Regions from separate parts of the Mus musculus genome. Here all the other regions are linked to region 2. A link is a contact called in public Micro-C and promoter capture Hi-C data. All regions are on one chromosome and are shown on one strand. The core of a region is the stretch at or near the end of the contact, and the rest is flanking DNA. Distances in the headings are between cores, read along the strand shown. Region 1 has its middle 30 kb from the start of Sbk1. Region 2 holds the start of Gsg1l (GSG1-like). Region 3 overlaps D430042O09Rik (RIKEN cDNA D430042O09 gene).

What was found. Promoter capture Hi-C pulls out the DNA fragments that hold promoters and counts their contacts. Hi-C and Micro-C count contacts between places; a contact is called where the count stands out from the background.
Region 1: a Micro-C map of embryonic stem cells shows a contact between it and region 2, with 2.3 times the contacts expected there. The contact joins the enhancer-like site here to the promoter of Gsg1l in region 2. A contact is called at or near these places in 1 of 39 promoter capture datasets (pre-B cells) and 5 of 484 Hi-C or Micro-C datasets (embryonic stem cells and erythroblasts).
Region 3: a promoter capture Hi-C map of the HPC-7 cell line shows a contact between it and region 2. The contact joins the enhancer-like site here to the promoter of Gsg1l in region 2. A contact is called at or near these places in 15 of 39 promoter capture datasets (3T3-L1-derived adipocytes, the C10 cell line, the HPC-7 cell line and 9 more), 1 of 15 datasets of contacts at CTCF or cohesin (large pre-B cells), 8 of 484 Hi-C or Micro-C datasets (Sertoli cells, cerebellum, cerebral cortex and 4 more), 11 of 115 datasets of contacts at active chromatin or transcription factors (SST interneurons, embryonic basal ganglia, embryonic forebrain and 7 more) and 4 of 9 other capture datasets (adipose tissue, embryonic stem cells, liver and 1 more).

What each region holds. Positions count from the first base shown.
Region 1 is chr7:126,300,769-126,303,967 of GRCm38.p6, reverse strand. No RefSeq gene overlaps it. Among named protein-coding and RNA genes, the nearest start is that of Sbk1, 30 kb to the right of the region's middle. Within about 2 kb of position 1,412, at least 5 of the 459 cell types and tissues checked have an H3K27ac peak or open chromatin away from gene starts, as enhancers often do. A contact at or near this core is called in embryonic stem cells, where this site is marked.
Region 2 is chr7:126,080,860-126,084,207 of GRCm38.p6, reverse strand. Gsg1l (GSG1-like) reads left to right here and starts at 1,797. Exons shown (of 7, transcript NM_001101488.1): 1 at 1,797-2,348. The coding sequence starts at 2,030.
Region 3 is chr7:125,863,662-125,867,040 of GRCm38.p6, reverse strand. D430042O09Rik (RIKEN cDNA D430042O09 gene) reads right to left here. Exons shown (of 28, transcript NM_001081022.2): 20 at 1,631-1,796; 21 at 558-715. Among named protein-coding and RNA genes, the nearest start is that of Gm51456, 88 kb to the left of the region's middle. Within about 2 kb of position 1,575, at least 25 of the 459 cell types and tissues checked have an H3K27ac peak or open chromatin away from gene starts, as enhancers often do. A contact at or near this core is called in the HPC-7 cell line and neural tube, where this site is marked.

The sequences.
Region 1 (3,199 bases), core at 163-2,662, 220 kb before region 2:
AACCCTGTCTTGAAAACCCATTAAAAAAAAAAAAAAAAAAAGGCACATGGAAACCCACTACCTTATACGATAATCTTAAAACACAGCTTTTTAAAACGACTTTGAACAGAAGCACTACACATGGGAGGATATTACCAACCCCAGAGACCATGGGTTACTAAACAACAACCCTTGTAGCAGATATGGGAGTTGCTGGCCATAAAGGCTCCAGAGCTCCTACCGAGCCACCAATGGCCATTACTCTTGATTGATCTCCAGAACTGTCTGATAAGAAAATGCAAACTGCAGAAGACACCACACATGCTGGTTGGAGAATATGCTGGAACTGGACAGAAGCCTCCCCTCACTGATGGTTGGCTACCCTTCACAGGACTGGAAAGTGCTATCAAGGCAGCTGGGGGAGAAAACCCAGAAATCTTTTTTTTTTCTAACTTGGAACTTTACATGCTACAGTGCCAACTTGTCAAGCTCACTGGTGCCATGGTGACATGATGGTTAAGGGGGTGACCTTATTTATTAATATTAATCACAGTATTTTTTATTTGATCTGAGTCCTGGTCCACAGGAGGGACTTCGTTCCTAGTACTGAACACATGGTTAGGGGCTAAGAAGAGAGGTCATGGCACTGGGGCTGAGTCTGCTTAGTTTTGCTAAGTGGGTATGCTGCCAAGCTGCTTCCTAAATATTTATACATACACCACGGACTAGTGCTACCATCAGCCATGACCAAAGAAGCTTCTCTTTGTTGCAATCAGTGGTTAATTCAGAAATCTGTGGCTGGTTAAAGTGCTGAGAGCAAGTGACTGTTGAGTGTTCCACCTTAAATAGCACACCCACATCGCTGTTCCACCTTAAATGACACACCCACATCACCAGCTCCAGGGATCAGGGGACATCACAGAAGAGGGTGCAAAATGAATATAAGATCCAGACCGGAGGGAGGAAGGCCATGAAATGCTATCTTATGATATGGATTGTGACACTCATGAACATCTGTGGCTGTCTGCGTAGGACCTGCACAAGCACAGCCTGCAGACAAGGACAGTCACAGACAGAGAGAGGCTCGTCGGACTTTGTCCCACCCAGGTAAGCTAATGGGGTCAGGAAGTCAGTATCTTCAGTAGTGTACCCTCTGATGAGTTACTATTCCAAGGGGCAGCTCCACACCCATGCCCATGGTCATAAAGCAAAATCTACACAAAATGACAATAAAAAGAGATAGTGGAGCAGGTGTATGACCAGAATGCATTGTTCCCATGTATAAAATTGTCAAAGAAATTCTAATTTTGAAGATGGGGGCTGGGAAGCTAGGTGGGTGAGTAAGAGTGGCTGCTCTGCAGACCCTCAGCACCCACATAGAGGCATGGCTAGTGTCTGCAATCCTAGCACTAGGATAAGCGGCAGGCAGATCCCAAGAGCTCGCTGCCCAGCCAGTCTATCCAAACCTGATGACCTGGTACAGTGAGAGACCCTGCCTCAAGGCCATAAGGTGCTCGTGAGAAAGGAAGTCCTCTGAGGTGCTACGCACACTCCAGTGTAGTCTGCTTGACAGGCTGAGAAGCCTGGAAGCACTCACAAGGCAAAGAGTTTCAGAGAAACTCACCTCCTGGAACCTTGGCATTCTCATAACCTGTATACTCATACCCTATCCCCGCGTTAGTCTGGTGTATGGATCCATGTGCTCTCTTTTAGTATTATTTTATTATAAGTGCCCTTTAAGATTGGATTCTGACATAGCTAAGCCTTCGCCAGTGTTCCAACGTCCCAGAAAATCCTTGAAGCCGACAAACTTGGAATTCAGTAGGAATTCAGTAAGAAGGTTATCTATTCAGTAACATTCAAATTTACTTCTAGTAGAGAAGGTGAAACTAATTAGGCATTACAAACAACGGAGCCGGAATAGCTCAGGGCTGATCTGCAGAGTGTTTACTTGAGACAATAGTCAGTCTTAGCCAGACAAGGGAATACACAATGGCCTAGCAAATAGGTGGGTTTACCATGAAAGAGTTAGGGAATCCCCCTGAGACAGGTTTCTTCACTAGGCCCAAAGAAACAGCATAAATCTGGTATTTACTAAGAACCCCTGGTGGTGGGCTTAACAATAGACTAGCATTACACCTGGCTCCCTTCTTAGTGGCAGTGGCCTGGTCCCCACCTTCTTTTGATGTATATATTCCTTATGTTTTGTGTCACTGTAACTCAGCGGATGTATATGGTCTGGTTTCTTGTTATTCTTCTGTATAAAAAGTTCGATGCTCGACCTGACAAATTACATTCAGATTCTACACAATCCTGTGCTGCGTCCGTGTCTGTCTGTCATTCATTTCGCTGACTCCTTGTCCACCTGCAACTAGAGACCTGTTCTATGCAGACAAGGGACCACGGGGGTCTGAGGCACTGAGTGGCTGCTCTTGCCACCGTATGCACACACAAGCATGCGTAAGGAACACATGCACAGTCCTTTAGGGTCAGTGTATAAACAAATGAAGTAAAGGTGGGCTGGAACAGAGAAAGAGAAAGAGCAGTGTGTCCATTCCCTCAGCAAGGCTGTGGGAGCTGCGGATGGGGGAGAGCAAAAGGTGAAATAGAAGAAAGGTAAAAGAGTGGAGAAGGATGCTATAAAGAGGGAGAGGAGAAAGGAAGAGTGGTACATGCTTTTTCAGCAACCTAGTGCTACCTGGGAAGAGGGAACGGGCTGAAGAACTGCTTTTATCAGATCAGCCTGTGGCCATGGCTGTGAGCCTCATCTTGACTGATGGTTACACCTACGGGGGTGGCACCACACCTGACAGGTGGGTCTATGCTGTACGAGAAAGCTGGCAGAGAGCAAGCAAGAGCTAGCCAGAGATGGAGCCCGTCAGCAGTCTTCCTCCTAGGTTTCTGCTGCCATTTCCGGCCTTGAGTTCTCTCAAGGAAAGACTGTTACCTGGTGTAAGTTGAAGCAAACCCCTCCCTGCACCCTGACCTGCTTCTGATCATAGCTTATCACAGCAGCAGGAAAGCAAATTAGGATAGTTAGCTTCCCTTTGTATATCAAGAGCCTCTGTGCCCACACTTAGCTTAGTATCCAGGGCTGGGCAGAGTCTCCCACCCTCCTGAGTTAGGCTCCCCAAGAGAGGAAATAAGATGGGCACACAGAGATCTGGACATTTAGAGCTGTCTCCATACTTTCAGGACCTGCTCAGCATCACATGCCCTA
Region 2 (3,348 bases), core at 548-3,047:
CCAATGCACCTTCCTATGACACCTTCCTCCAAGCTCCGCCCACATCTACCCCTCCCTGCCCTTCACCCCTGCACAGGCAGCCTGTGCTGGTCTTATTAATGTCACTCATGTTCTCTCTTCTTTCCTGAGCTGAGCATACAGTGGCTGCTCAGTGAGCAGGTGGTTGGGTACCCCTGACAGGATATCACAGCGGGTCTCTGCTTCCTCTGGGTGTTACTTAAGAAGAGTAGTCCCTGAGACTTTTCCTCTGGGCTCTCCTTGCTTTGAACTCCTCCCCGCTTCCCGCCCCAGAACAGGGTTCCCAGCTTGAAAGAAACGTGCCTTGCCACATGAATACTAACTGAGTCTCAAGGCCAAGGAAGTGTCACGTCAGTGCACACCCCAGGGCTGCATTTAAACGTGGACAGGCTCAGATGATACATATTGCATGCCTGTTGAGGGCAGCAGATTCCTTGTGGTCGTTCATTCACATTAACCAATACTCGAATGCACCATTGCAATCCAGAAGTTCTCCTGAAAATAGTTAGAAACTCCTTGTTTGGGGCCAGAAAGAAGCTCTGATAAGCAAGTGCAGGGCTCCCCTGGCTGTCCTCACACCAGCATTGCTTTAGTCTCTCCTGCCCCCAGGCAGAGTGGCAGCAGCTGGCAGTGAGTGGGGCTCACCCACAGGAGTAAGGCAATTCGTAATCTGTTAACCTTGAATTCTGCAAAGCCTGCCACTCGGCAAGCTGGGGGTGGCTGGAGTCATTCTTGGCTTGGGCAGAATTCAAATTAGCTCCTGCAATCAATGTGCAATTAATGGTTGCACACCCTGGGCATCCAGGCACTGTGCCCCATGCAGTGGGAAGAGTGAAGGGTGTAGCTTCATCTTAGAGCAGAGGTGGGGTTGGGGGTGCTCACAGATGAGCAATCCTAGTTTGAGAAAGAGATGCTAAAAAGGTCTGAGTTTCGTCAACTCCTTGGCCCAGATATTCCTAATAGTGTCAGCATTTACTGAGTGCCTACTGTGTGCCAGATGCCTTCCCCACCTCTGGCTCTGGAACACATTCTTTCCTTTTTATAGATACAGAAATCGAGGGTCAGAGAGAGCAAGTGTCTTGTTCAAAGTCACACAGCTGGTCGAGTCCTGGATTTAACTGACTGCAAAGTCAGGATGGTTAACCAACCCTGCCCGGCCAGTCTTAAGCATTCAGCATTCGCAGACCTGCAGGACACCACCTTTTGGCGACCACGACTTGCTGTTCTTTTTGTGGCCTCTTGAGTCATGTTCTGGGTCTCTGGTGTGGATAGCCTGGGTGGAGAAGCCCTGTTTGTCACATCCTATGCTCGCTTCCTTGTGCAGGCTGCCTCTTTGCAAGCTCTCTGCCCTCCTGTGTGGTGACAGAGAGCCTGTGGATAGGAATTGGTCTCAGATAGCAAGGGTGAGCAGGGACAAGCCTTTCAAACGCTGAGGCTCTGCATCCCCATCCCTTCCTAAGCTCCAGATGGGTCTTGCAGCCTTTGCAGAGGCCCCTGACAGTCTAAAGACCCACAGAAGCTGCCTTGTCACTTATCTGGCAGGGCTGTGTGGGTCTGGGTGAGAGGTCTTCTCCTGCCTTGAGTGAGGCTCCTTTGGGAGCGTCTTGCCTGGGATCTCTCACTTGTCCCTCTCCACTCCCGCGCGGATCTGTCCCCCGCCCGCGCCCAGCGTGGCGCGCCCCCTCTCCGCGCGCGGGCGGGCGCTGAACAGTGTCGCCGGCCGCCTGCAGGTGTCTCCCCACGGAGGGGCGCGCGTCCCTGCGCCGTGGCCGCTGCCAGGCGCCCGCGGCTGCTCGCCGAAGCGCACTCGCGCTCCGGGCTCCGGGCGCGCTGGTCGGCTCCACTCTGCGGCCCCAGTCGCCCCGCGTCCTCGTCGCCCCGCGTCCCCGCCGTGGGCCATGGGCCTGCGCCGCGAACACCGTCGCCGACCGCAGGCACCTGAGCCCCGGGGCGGGCGCTGACGCGGGCACCGCTGCCAACTTCGCGCGGAGCTGCGGGCGGCGCGGGCGGCATGAAGACGAGCCGCCGCGGCCGAGCGCTCCTGGCCGTGGCCTTGAACCTGCTGGCGCTGCTCTTCGCCACCACCGCCTTCCTCACCACGTACTGGTGCCAGGGCACGCAACGGGTGCCCAAGCCTGGCTGCGGCCAGGGCGGCGGCGCCAACTGCCCCAACTCGGGCGCCAACGCCACGGCCAACAGCACAGCCGCCCCCGTCGCCGCGAGCCCGGCCGGCGCGCCCTACAGCTGGGAGGCGGGCGACGAGCGCTTCCAGCTGCGCCGTTTCCACACTGGCATCTGGTACTCGTGTGAGGAAGAGCTCGGTGGCCCGGGTGAGTGCTGGCGCGGGGCTCCCCGGGGACGCGCGCCCGCTGGTCCCGGACCGGGGAGGTGGCGCGTCCCGGTCCCCCGCGCGCGCACCCTGGCTGCGAGTTCCAGTGCGTGCGGTCCCTCTTCGGCCTGAAGTCATTTCCCCGTGTACCCCTCCTTGCTCCCATCCGCCCGTCTCAGCTCGGGAGGTGATAGTGGGGGCCGGGGACCTTTGCTGTAGGCAACCCTTCCCACCGCAGATCTCCGGGGCCAGGAACCCAACGGTTCTGCTACTCTCAAGCTGCGCTAAACGTCTACGATAGGGCTGGAGAAAGCAGGGGATAGAGGAGTCTGATGAGCACCCTTATGTCCTTCCACTAGCCGGGGTATCCTGGAGCCCTCCCAGGAGTGGATGCGGGAGTGGATGGTGTGGGAGGGAGGGAGAGAAGGGAGGCAGGCGGGAAAACAGGCAACTTAGGCACTGGAGCTGAGGGATCCTGGCTTAGCACAAGTCTCTTTCAGAACTGGGGAGGGGGCAGGCTTTTCAGAAAGTAGACCGACACTTCTGTCCCCTCACCCAGACATATGGGGCTGAAGTGAATACCCCCAAAAGATAGCAAGTCTGGAGCACTCAGGGGACCTCTGCCTGATAGGGGACTGTGCCATATGGTGGGTGGTACTGGCTATGGATTCAACCCACAGCTTTCGGGTAGTAAGCCACTGTTCTGGCAGGATCCCTTTGGAAGCGCCGTCTCCCCCTTTATGTAGCTGTATCTTCCTCACACTCAGCATAGTCTAAAAGCCTCCTGTCTAAAACTTCTTGCTTCCACAAGCCTGATCCTCCCACACCACAGCAGCCACGGAGCACGGTAGACATGTGCCCCCTCCAGGCTCAGGTCTCCATAGACCTTCATACACGACAGCCCAAAGAATGAGAAGGGATGACCATGGGTCCTCCTCCAACTGCAGGCAGCAGTTCCTGAGATCTGGGAGGCCCTGCCCTGGGGGACATGCCACCCTACA
Region 3 (3,379 bases), core at 326-2,825, 220 kb after region 2:
CTTTCAAGTATAGACTCTAAGAGACAGGAAGATCTCTGGGACTTTGAGGCCAGCCTAATCTACATAGTGAGTTCTAGGCTAGTCAGGGTTACAGAGTGAGATCCTATCTCAGGAAAGACAACAATAAAACCCCCCAACCAAACTCAAAACCAAAACCCAAGTGCAGACTCAAAAGCATGGGCCATAGTGGCTCTAGAAGAGACAACCACCGCTCTGCCCTCTCCTCCTTGGGCTCCTATAGCTCTTTTCTATAGACCTCCTTGGGCTGTCCTGAGCAAGGACCTGTTACAATTTGCCCCTGGGGAGTGAGCTCTTTTGCTTCACTATTGTGGATTTTGGTGCTCAGGTTTGCCGGCAAACCTCACTTGGCTTATACTTTGGTGCTGGAGCAGTCTCCAGGACACCCCGGCAAACCCAAGTGAGAGCTTTTCATCTGCTCTGCTCTTAGGACGCTGGCTGGAAGCAACCAGAGGTGTTTCTGGACATGTGTGACTGCGGCTCCATCCCTGAGGGTGCTCACACAGAGGGTGCTGGTGGGCCAGACCCAACTCCCTCACCTCCTGGTGGGTGCTGGTGGTAGCCGGGTCTGTAGGTAGTCCCCAAAAAGGATTTCTTGTGCAAAATCAAAGTGACAGTTGCCAGGCCCCTTTCGGATGAGAAAGCCTTCTGCAGGAGACACGCACAGGCCATCCAGGGACACATGAGCGATTTTGACCTGGTAAAGGAGACATAGGAAAGCCGGCCATGCCTGAGTTCCCGTGACAATCACATTCCATCCTGAGCACCACCTCTACCACCAGTGCTGTGCAGGCCTCCAGCCTCTCTCCACTTCCTTCCTCACCTGTGAGATGGGCGAAGGCTCCATCTTCCTGCTCTCAGCACTGCTAAGTCCTGTCTGGGTGCAGAGCAGAGACCCAGCTGCTGCTCCTCACAGCCTCAGCGCTGACAGGCAGGCACTGTGCTTACTGAGAGCTTACTGAACACACATGCACACGTGTGAGCACACTCGTGAGCATGCGCATACACGCACACACACACAACTTGTATGCATGTTCATGTGCACACACACACACATGCATATCCTGCCCAGGCAGGAATCCTCTAGCCATGCAGCTGGGATCTGCCAACAAACTGCAAAGACCTACAAGCCTTCTGAGGCCATTTTCCATCCCTGCCTTTCCACCAGCAATTGAAAGAGTGTGGGCTTCATGCTTGACAGACCAGACTCTAGCTGTGTTGCCCCCCAAGAGAATGGCAGCCCTTTCCAGCCTTCTGTAGAACACTGAGAGGTGGGGCGGGAGAGGCAGGGTGAGAGCCCGATGAAATGGGGTGCACACACAAGCCTACCAGACAACACCCCACCCTCCCCAGCGTTCAGTGGACACCAGGCCTGCAGCTGACACACAAGCCTGGACAGTGTGGGAAGGGCACCCACAGTCACAGGAAAAAAAGCTCTGCGATTCCCCCAGGCTGCCCCGGGCTGTAAGGAAGTGCGGCCTGCTCTCTCCCTGGATGTCAGCCCTTCCCTCCACCCCGAAGGTTCTGGAGGATTTATGCTCCTCTCCAGCACCCACACCAGCCATTCATCATGCTGCCTCTCTGACAGTGGACTCCGCTCTGCCCGGCTTACCCCTCGGTAGGTGTCCTCGGGAGATTTATTGTAGTTCCAGAGACGCAGGCCAGCAATGCTTTGGGCTCTGTCAAAGTGGATCATAACCACATGGTCCAACCCAGGGGAAAAGGGGATCAGCCACATGTGCTCATCCTCGGTGGTGATGTTCATGCCATCGATTAACCTGCAGGCAAGGAGGGCAGGTCAGCAAGACAGTGGGAGGCCTCCAGGAAGCCTGCTTCCCTCACCCAGCTATGTCCTGGAAGGTGGGAGAGCAGTGAAGTCAAGCAATACTTAAGAAGGGGTAAAAACAGTGTGTGATAAAGAAGGTGCCGAGAGACACTAGTCCTCAACTGTTCAACAGAGACAGCTGTGACCTCCTTGGGACTCCCTCTGCCTAGTGACCCCAGGGTGAGACACTTTGCTAAGCATTATTATTCTGTGTGTCAGGGAGGCTGAATGTAGAAGTAAGCTCATCACAGGGCTGTGATGCAGGTACCCTAGGATGTGCTGTGGTTAACGGCATGAGATAGTGTGGCGTGGCCAGGCAGGCAGACCACAGGAAGCAGGGACCAGCTGCAGGCTGGGTGCCCTGGGGTGGGGGTGGGGTCTCCTCTCTGTTGTCCAGATGATCTGCACGATGTAGAGGCAGTTTGGCAGAAGTGAATCCCTTCTGTCTTGGTAAACATGAGGAAACCTGGCAGACCCAGGCCAGGAACCAGTGCCACAAGAGGCTTGATCGTGATGAGCTAAACCTGCTTGGTAGCCACAGGTCTGAGTGCCCCAGGGAAACCCCAGCCAGCAGGAGGGGCTTCCAAACCAGTTATCTCTCAGCCCCTCTGCATCTATCTCTGCCTCAGCCTCTTCAGCCTGGACTCAGCCTTTGTCCTCTGTTGTGGCATGGCCACTTGAAGACCCAGACTCAGAAATAATCAGCCCCCAACCCCAAACACACACACTCCATCCTTGGACCCTAGGGATCTTGAGGGCGACTATACTGTGAGCAACTCTGGCTGTGGCCACAATTCCCATATCTAAAATCAACTTTTCCTCTTACCATTTGATAGTTGGAGGTTTAGAATAAATCTAAGTGTTCATCCATGGAGGTAAAGCGTTCTCTCTCCTGTGCTCTAAAAGGCTGTTATTAAATTGATGGATGGTGTGTCTTACAGTTGCTGGCATGTTAAAACTGAGGAAATTCAGCAGGCTGAGCCTGCTGTTTGTGAAGGAAGCTGGCTGCTGCAGACTGCTGGTTCCTTCCAGAGCAATCACTTCTATCTTGGGGACTGGCTGCCAGCAAAACTGTTGCAGAGTTTTGGGAGAGGGGACACTGGAGGTAGATAGTAGACAGGCTGGTGGCAAAAGAAGTCTCCTCCTTTGCAGTCACCTCCTGGCTCTGCCCATGAGAGACTCAGCAGCAATAAGTCTCTCATGCGTAGATTGGGGTCTCTAAATGCTATGGACACCATCCCGGCCCTGTCATTGCAGGGATATTATGGTACAGACCAGGTCAGGCAAAAGAGGCAAGAAGAGCCTGGGCCATCCTGTCATAGTCAAAGGCTGGGGAGGGGCAGTCAGTAGTAGAATGCTTGCCCTTCCTGCAAAGGGGCTCTGGTTTCTAGCCCCAGAACTTCAAACAAATACCACTACATATTGCAAACGAATACATAAGTGAGCACAGGTACTCCCAGAATCTGAGATCACCAACAGGGAGAAAAGAAGGCTTCAGGTCAAGCCTCATGCCCAGCAGCAGAGGGCCAACAGAAA